2 separate regions of the Mus musculus genome follow, and region 2 is linked to region 1. A link is a contact called in public HiChIP or PLAC-seq data. All regions are on one chromosome and are shown on one strand. The core of a region is the stretch at or near the end of the contact, and the rest is flanking DNA. Distances in the headings are between cores, read along the strand shown.

What was found. HiChIP or PLAC-seq counts read pairs in DNA pulled down with a chosen protein or histone mark.
Region 2: an H3K4me3 HiChIP or PLAC-seq map of neural tube shows a contact between it and region 1, with 8 times the contacts expected there. The contact joins the promoter of Cggbp1 here to the enhancer-like site in region 1. A contact is called at or near these places in 2 of 39 promoter capture datasets (cranial neural crest and hippocampal neurons), 3 of 115 datasets of contacts at active chromatin or transcription factors (astrocytes, embryonic forebrain and neural tube) and 1 of 9 other capture datasets (embryonic stem cells).

The regions. Positions count from the first base shown.
Region 1 is chr16:63,009,314-63,013,706 of GRCm38.p6, forward strand. No RefSeq gene overlaps it. Among named protein-coding and RNA genes, the nearest start is that of Pros1, 160 kb to the left of the region's middle. Within about 2 kb of position 2,203, at least 4 of the 459 cell types and tissues checked have an H3K27ac peak or open chromatin away from gene starts, as enhancers often do. A contact at or near this core is called in neural tube, where this site is marked.
Region 2 is chr16:64,850,000-64,854,392 of GRCm38.p6, forward strand. Cggbp1 (CGG triplet repeat binding protein 1) reads left to right here and starts at 2,002. Exons shown (of 3, transcript NM_178647.3): 1 at 2,002-2,237; 2 at 2,800-3,026. Zfp654 (zinc finger protein 654) reads right to left here and starts at 1,724. Exons shown (of 9, transcript NM_001347245.1): 1 at 1,468-1,724. The coding sequence starts at 1,653.

The DNA.
Region 1 (4,393 bases), core at 953-3,452:
CTAATAACAATTGACTTGAATCTTAATCCATAATACGAATTATGCTAAAGTCTTTTAACCATTTCTTGCCTAAAGCAGCATGCGTATACTTCTCTTTAGGAGATGGTATAGAAACATTGCATGAATAATCTTTTTAGTGAACTTCCATTCAGATTACTTTCATAAGTTAGAATCTACTTTTATCTTAGTAAAACCTTTGAGGAGTGAAGTGAGCCAGTACTTTGAGAACATTGTTCCAATGTAAGACTTAAGAAATAGTTTAAAAATGGAAACCACTGTAGGAAGCTTCAATTAATTACACAGATCAGAGTTAAAATACAAAATTATTATAACCTGGAAAGTTTTTGTAAATCTCATGATTAGGTGGAACTTGTTTAGAGTATAAATATATATGTATATTTATGTATGTATGAACTTGTTTAGAATGTAATTATATATATGTATATATGGCTTCAGACTGCTGGGCAGATCATAGATATCCTCACGAATTTCAGTGGTAACACAGGCCACTGGACATCAACATAGACCTCAACTGCAGTAGGACCCCAGACTGAGACATGGCCCTAGGCAGCAGCATGGATTTGGATATCACCCTGGCCTCAGACCACAGCCCAGATCACAGATATTCACATTGCTTTAGGTGGTATCACAGGCCTGGAACATCAATCCAGTCCCCTGGCCTCATCAAGACTTTCCAATGGTCTTTAGTAGCAGCATGCATCAGTGACATTGGCACAGCACCTGTTGGCTGCACGGGCCATTAGCACTTCAACATGGCCCTCGTCGACATCCTGACCCTTGGGCACTAACATGGCTCAAGGAGGCAGCAACCACAAAAATCCACATGACCTTGGGTGGTAACACAGGCCACAGACTTCAACACAACCCTCCTGGCCACATCAGTACCACTATCCCACTCATGGCCTTCAGTGATTCAGTAGCAGCACAGACCAAAGACCCCAAGATCCCTCAGATAGCCTCACAGGCCACTCATATCCACATGACTCCCTGAGGTAGCAAAGCCAGAATACATACCCGAGGCCCCAGTCAGTGGCACAGACTACATATGATCACATAGATCTCTAGCTTCATTGCAGCCTGAGGAAACACTATAGACCACAGATACCAATGTGGCCTCTGGTGGCATCCTTTAAGGTGGTCCAATCCAGAAGTGAATGGTTCCTCATCTGGTACCTCCATCGTCATCCAGAGCCAGGGCAACCTTGTGGCTGGGCATTGCGTTGGCGACCTCCAAGCTGTTGCTCACCACTCCAACGACCCTACTGGGCAATGACATGCCAAGCTTAGCCCTCCTTCACCCCGTCACTGACCTTGTGTCTCCATTTTCAGCTCCATAGCATATGCATTATTCCATTTTTCTGTCTTTCCCACCTCCTCATCATATATTTGTTCATCATAGTAGTGCCAGCCATAACTGTCTTCTGCCACCTAAGCCATGAGGCAGGGTAGCCTGGCTGTCCTAAAGTAATATACACATTATTTATATGTGTATATACATAATATTATATACTATAAATAGAATATATATGCTATATATTATATATCATACACATTATATATCTACACACACACACACACATATATAAAACACACACACACACATTTTTGTTTTAAGATAGTCTTTTTCTCTCTAGCTCTTGATCTGACAGTCTTACTTTCCCAAGTGCTGGAGTTCCAGTTAATTCCTGGCTGTTTGGTGGTAGAGGATTAATTTCTGCCTCTTTTTGTCATCCTGCTTAGCAGTGATCTTTATGCATCCCCCTTAAATTTATGTGTCTACATTCCACCTGTGACTTGAATGATAGAGAGTAGATAGTTCCTTTCAACTTCTTGGAGTCTGGATTTGGTAACTGAGCTATTGTAGAAGGCAATATCATTCGCCTTAGAATGACAGGAGACTACACTAATTTTTTGTTGTTGTTTAAAAAAAAAACACAGTTTGTTTTGGCCCATAGCATTGAGAGTTTTAGTCCATTATTCACTGGGCCCCTTGCTTTCACGGTTCAAGTGTTGGAAAGCAGCCGCAAGAATGAAAGGCAGAACAAAGCTCTTCCCATCATGGCTGAAAGCAGAAGAACAAAAGGTTCCATCCCAAGCATGGTTTCTTAAACCTTCTCCCTCCTCCCTATAGCCCAAAGATGGTGATGAAGTCTTTCACCCTTGACCCTTTGAAGAGCCTTCTACATTCAAATTATAGCACTCATTTGTTCATGTGTCCTCAGCCTAATAGAAATGATGGCAATAACATTCATGTTTGACTCAGTCATGGGGCCTGGCGTCAGAGATGAACTGGGACAAGCATGGTTTGCCTAATAAACTTCTCTGTCAGGATCTCAAGGCAAGTTAGTTGAAATTCCATGGCAGTTCTTTTGCCTGAGAGAATCAAACTTTCTTAGCTCTTACAGCATTGAAATGACAGTGGACGTCTTCTGGATAGAGAATGAGCAGGCTTATGCCTGTAGCCTGACTTGTGTAGGAAAAACTACCGGACAGAAAAAGAATTATTTAAAATATCGGATTTTTCTACATTAGTTCTTCTTTGCCTTATGGAAATGAAGCAGATGTAAGGAAGTCTTGAATGCTTTCAGAAAGTGAGGTTTTATTTATCTACCTCTGGGTAGATAGTTTAAATTCCCAAACTTTTAACTGTAGGGGGAATACATTTGTTCTTCACTTTATAGAGCATTGTAGGAGAAAGGGCAGGCAAGACCTGTTACAAATAATATCCCCCAGTGACTGAGTCACCCACATGCTGAAATACTCTAACTGGAGAGTGCAACGGTACCTGAGAGATTTATTTATGGTCTAGTGGATATTAAACTTAAGCCCTCTTGTTCGTTCTCTAGTGTGAATTAGAGAACATTTTTCCTTTGTTCCATCTGGGTCTGGTGTGATAGATCATCAACATGGCTTTCCTATGAGGCAAGAACATATTTACATTCAGCAAGGCGATTAGAGGATTTCTGTGGGACCTGCAATTATGACATCAGGAGGAAGTCCTTCTTTGTTTGCCTTGCAATTCTTCCCTCTTGCTCTTACTGCATGTTTGAAGCTTTTACTTTTGTGCCGATTTGTGCGTTTGTCTGGTTTTCCTGTGACTACCATTCTGCTGATGGATGTTGTAATCTGTGGCATTTTTGTAAGTGAATTAAAGGCTCATAGACAAAGATTTGGACGGTGAGAATTAAATGCCTCAGAGCAGAGACTATTAAAAAAACACAGCTAAAGTTGCTGAAGAGCAGAAAGTATGAGGAAAGAGGTATCTTGGATGAACCAGCATGACTGATATTACCCAATTTCCAAGGCAGAAGGTAACTTGTTGAGATCCATATCTTGTGCGCTTGCTTTTTTAGCTCAGGAAAAGGGGTTGTTCGCAATTCTTTGGGAAAATTTAAAATATGTACACACATGCACCGCATGTAGAGTGAGAGTCATATTATATATAAAAATTGTATACCCCAAATAATATATATATATATATATATATATACACATATATACATACATACATATATGTACACACACACACACACACATATATATATACATACATATATATATATACATATATATATATATATATATATATATACACATACATACATATATATATATGTATATGAGACAGAACCCATACTTGAGACTTGGGTAATAATGAACCTGAGATCACAGAGGCTAGGGCAGCTATTTTCTTCATGGACATTTCAAATGCTATCCTGAAAGTCCCTTGTACCCTCCTCCCACCCTGCTCCCCAACCCACCCACTCCTGCTTCCTGGCCCTGCCGTTCCCCTGTACTGGGGCATATGATCTTCGCAAGACCAAGGGGGCCTCTCTTCCCAATGATGGCCGATTAGGCCATCTTCTGATACATATGCAGCTAGAGACACGAGCTCTGGGGTTACTGGTTAGTTCATATTGTTGTTCCACCTATAGGGTTACAGACCCCTTCAGCTCCTTGGGTATTTTCTCTAGCTCCTCCATTGGGGGCCCTGTGTTCCATTAGGTAATTTTCTATGCTGGGTTAGCAACAGCTTTTAGAAGTTATGAGTTAAGGACTGGGTTCTAGAAAGTGAATTTTATAGAACTCTTTCAAGACAGGTCTTGGAGTCTAGAAACGGCATGCTCATGCGCTATTGTTCTCCTTGTGAGTTAGTTATCAGGGATGTGAGTTTTATATCCTTTACTATTGACACAGCCTGCAGTGAAGGATACAAACAGATTAATTTTCTGTATATGTTATGATGGGCCTCATCATATTTTCCCATTCGTATGACAACAGCAATAATCATTTTAAAAATAGATCGGCACACCCAAGAATGAATTCACTCAAGAATTCAGCATGAATGTGTTGAGTGGCTATCATTTCCTCC
Region 2 (4,393 bases), core at 752-3,251, 1.8 Mb after region 1:
AGAAAGTCACTACACAGAAAAAAAATGTTAAAGATATACACTGTTTATACCCAGACTGTTTCGACCTTCAAACCAATGTATCTATGGCATGGGCAGAAAATTTAAATTTAATCACCAGTAACTTATCCAAAAATATCAACTTACTCTTCTTTCCTTAAATGCTTGGCAAGGCATAAAATGAAATGTCAACAAATTTAATGCCCACTCAGTGTTCACTTTATTGCGCACCTGTGACCAGAATGAAAATAAACGGCTAACTCATCCAAACCTTTCCTGTATTTACCCAGCTAGCAACTATTCCAACCAAAAAAGTAACTGAGGCACAGATGTTAAGTAACAGGTTAAGTAACAGATAAGAAACGGAAGAGCCAGAGCTTGAATACTTTGTGCAGGTTAAGAAACAGTTTTTAAAAGGCAGTAAGAAACAAAGTATCTTTTTTTAAAGAAGCAAGTGTTAAGAATGCAAAAAAAAAAAAAAACCCTTATATTACAAATGCATGCAGATGAGAACGCAGATTATCCAAACTTTATCCCTAAACCCGGAGCTTGTTTCTATATTTGCTTACAGTTAGATAAAAACTACATGCAATCCTTAAAAGCAGTCGGCAGAATAAAGGAAACAAATAATTTACTGTCACTTTTTCCGATACTGAATTTAACAGACCAACCAAAAACGAGTAATTTAAAGGCTGGGGGAGGGGTGGTGTAACGAGGGCAATAGTTTCAGGAAAAACGACTTTCTCTGTAGTCAGACAATTAGGAAACAGTGTGCTTGTCAGAGAAGGGGGTCAAAAAAAGGGAAAGATGACAATCACTCCTATAAGGTTCCACACGGAAAACACCCCCCCTCCCAACACACACACACCTGGTGGGGGAGGGGAGTAGCTAACGGTGGGACAGTGCCAAGGCCAACGGAAGAACTGGTCCAGAGGGACCTAGTGAGGGAATGACAGGCGACCCTAGCAGAGGGGGAGGGGTGGCGATGACAGGAGGGCAGGCAGTGGGGTGATAGCATGCTTGGCGTCTCTGAAAAAGAGAATGCGGGGGAACCTGGGTAACAGAGAAAGACGGGAGAGCCCAGCAGAAGTGAGAGGGACCGGGTAGTGAACCTGAGAAAGGCGGGACCCTGGGGTACGAAGAGGGTCTGCAGGGAGGCACAGGCATGTCAGGACGGGGTGCTTTCCAGTTGACCGTCCAGCTCCCAGCCCACCACCACCACCGCCGCCGCGACAAACTCACTTTCTCCTCACCTCCAAGTCCGCAAGTCACCCCCAACCCCACTCCCCGTCGTCCCCATCGCCGAGCTCGGAGCGGTGCAGAGAGGGGACCGGGGCTTCCCAGACTCCCTCTCCGTCCCGCCGGAGGACCGGTCCCGGACACGACGCAGAGACCTGGGCCAGCAGGCCAGGAGCCACGCAGAGGCCCGGGAGCCCAGTGACAAGTCGGAGCGGCCGACGGGCGCCTCACCTGACAGAAGCGTCGGCAGTAATCCCGGCTGCTGATCCCGACGCCGCCGCCACAGCCGCCGCCGCCGGCCCCCCCTCTGCCGTCGCCCGCAGCTAGGAGCCCCACTGGGCCCGGGGGGGACTCCACAATGGCCACGAGCTCTTCTCCGAGGCGCTCGGCCTCTTGGTCGCTCTCTTCCTCCGCCATGAGGCTCTCGCCGCCCAGCGCGTACCCAGCCCCTGCGCCGCCGCCGCCGCCGCCGCTGCCGCCGCCGCTGCCTCAGCTAACCTCCTCCTCCTCCTCTAGTTCCCTCCCCCTTTCCCTCCGCCCCAGCCGGACAGGGCTACTCGCCTGGGCTCTACTTCCGGCTCCGCCCACCCACGCCCCCAGTTTTCACTGGAGGAAGGACACCGCCAATCATAGGCATGCCCGCCCTACCTTCCTATTGGTTACACTAGCCGTCTGTTTGCCAGGCCTGCCATCTGTTGGTCCACACTACTCGGCGGTTGCTGAGGACCGCCTACGAGCCCTGCCATAGGGCGCGCCGGAGGACGGGGCGCGGCAGGGGACACGGCGGCCGCGGCGGAGCTCGCTCGGGCGGCGGCGACGGCGGTGGCAGCGGCAGGAGCAGCGGCTGAAGCAGCGGCGGAAGCAGCGGCGGCCGCAACGGGATCTCCTTCATCCCGTTGCTCTGCCCTTTCTTCCTCCTCTCTTCCTTCCTGGCGAGGGCTCGTGCACTTCCCCTAACGGCGGCCCGCTCCTACGGTCCCGAAGAGCTGGGAAGGCGGAAGGTGGGCTTGGCCGTTGGTGCGGGCGGCGAGCCCAGGCCTTCGGGCCGGGCGAGGGAACCGGGGGCGGGGCCGGAGGTGGAGGAGGAAGGAGCCGGGCCAGCCTGACAGCGACGGCCTCGGCCGGCGCCCGCCGCCCCCTCCCCGGGGACAGCCACGGAGTCGGCGGCGGTGCGGCGGACTTCTCCGGGGCCCTCCGAGGGCGGCTGGGACGCGGCCTCGGCCCCGGCCCCGGCCCGCAGGCGGGGTCGCGGCGCCGGGGCGCCACCTCGGCCGGCGCGGCGGGAGGAGGCTGTCTAGACGTCCGGCGGCCCGCGCCCGCCTTCCCCGCCCCCACCGGAGCCTCGGGCCTGCGGAGCGCGCGGGCCGCCGGGCCACCCGCCCCGGGGCGTGCGAGCCGAGCTGGCGTGGGGCTGGCTGGAGCTTCGGGATCGCGCACGGAAGGCGGAGAGAGACAGACACCTGTGTGCAGAGCGTGGCCCGAGCCGCTCTGCCGCGGGCCTGCGCCCTGCCTTTCCCGCCCCTCCACCATCTTCCCTTTCTGTTTGTTTTTTGTGTTTTACAGTAAAGACATGACTTCCCGGCGCCACCGGGAAAATAGGGTGCAAGCCCAGGAACTGTTTCCCCACCACCACCTGTTGAAAAACTGAGTCGAAGGCGTCTCCGGGGTCTGAACGAACGCGAAGTCGCTCGGATTGGATGCGTCTGTGGTTTTGCATCCAGAAAACTGTCACTACTTAATATCAAGGAAAAACAAACAAACAAACAAAAACCCGACTGGAAATTAAGCTGGTGAGTATTTCGACTTGAAAACTCAGTTTACTTTTGCTGTAGTAAATGGCTGTTTCGCTTTTGTTCCCTGGGTGCTCTATCTTAACTTCCTCATTTGTTTAAAATATTTCTGACTTCTGGAAACACTTTTACACGTAACCAACCTCCTCGCCTCTATGAGGTGGTTATTTTCATTGGCAGTATCAAGAATAGACCTTTCAAGAGAAAAGATCAGGAAAGTTCAGGCTTCACGTGGCACAAGAATTGCAGATCCCATTTCTGTAAGTTTGCAGTCAAAGAAAAATTCTAACTGCACCCCTAGTTTTTCATAACAGCTTTAATTGTTACTAGAATGGTTTTATTTCATAGGTGTAGAGTACTTGTGGAAGTTGCAGACATTTGCAGTGAGGATTTGCTGAGTATTAGGTGGGATTCATCATGATGTCTGTCTTTTCTGCCATGAAAAACCTATGCCCTAAAACAGTATCTCACACGTAACCCTTGAGTGTCAAAGATGTGGTGGGGTGGAAATCCACAGAAATTAAGCATGTGAAATTCTAGACATTTTGTGCCTTAGAGAATTTTCATGAATTGCTAAGTCCTACTTTGAGTTCATAGATTTTGCTCAAAATACAGACCAAAGTTGAAATAATCTTGGTGTTGCCCAGCAAGTAGACTAATGCAGTGGGATACTCCATGCTTTGTAATGTTACTTATAAAAACGAATTCTTCAGAACATACTTGAAGTATTTCTTCAACATGTTTTTAACAAAATTATTCAGTATAGTAGTATCTGATGTCTTGATTATTATAAAAAGTTAAATCACAGGCATAGAAGAGTAAGTCTTGCTAATCTTTTGTTATCAAAGTATATTTATTATCTTGGGTTTCCAGTGCTTGTAATTTTATATAGCTGATAGTCCGTTGATAATTTTCAGAAGTTTGGGGGCCTAGTGAAGTGACTTTGAGAGTCACTAACAACACTGAGTTAGTCCATGAAACCACTGTCCTCAGCTCCAAACATGTGCCAGAACACAGGTGCTCACACATTTAGACTTCTGTAAGAAGTAAGACACGGCCAGGTATGCTGGCACATGTCTGTGATGTGATCCCTGCCATTCAGGACAACATTGAAAGCCCGCTGGACAACAGGGTTGTTCTTGGTGTTTTGAGTTTTGTTGTTAGGCTAAATTTAGTGTTAAACTGCTTCTAAATTATATGGGTTTTGATAAATGGTTATGGGGGGGTCGTTATTTGAATTTGGCTTTTTTTTTTTCCTGTTTGTTTCATTTTTGTTTTTGTTTTTGATTGCTGAGGTCAAACCTAGAATTTAGCTCATGCTAAGCAGTTGTTCTGCCTCTAGTGGACACCCAGCTGTTCATTTACTT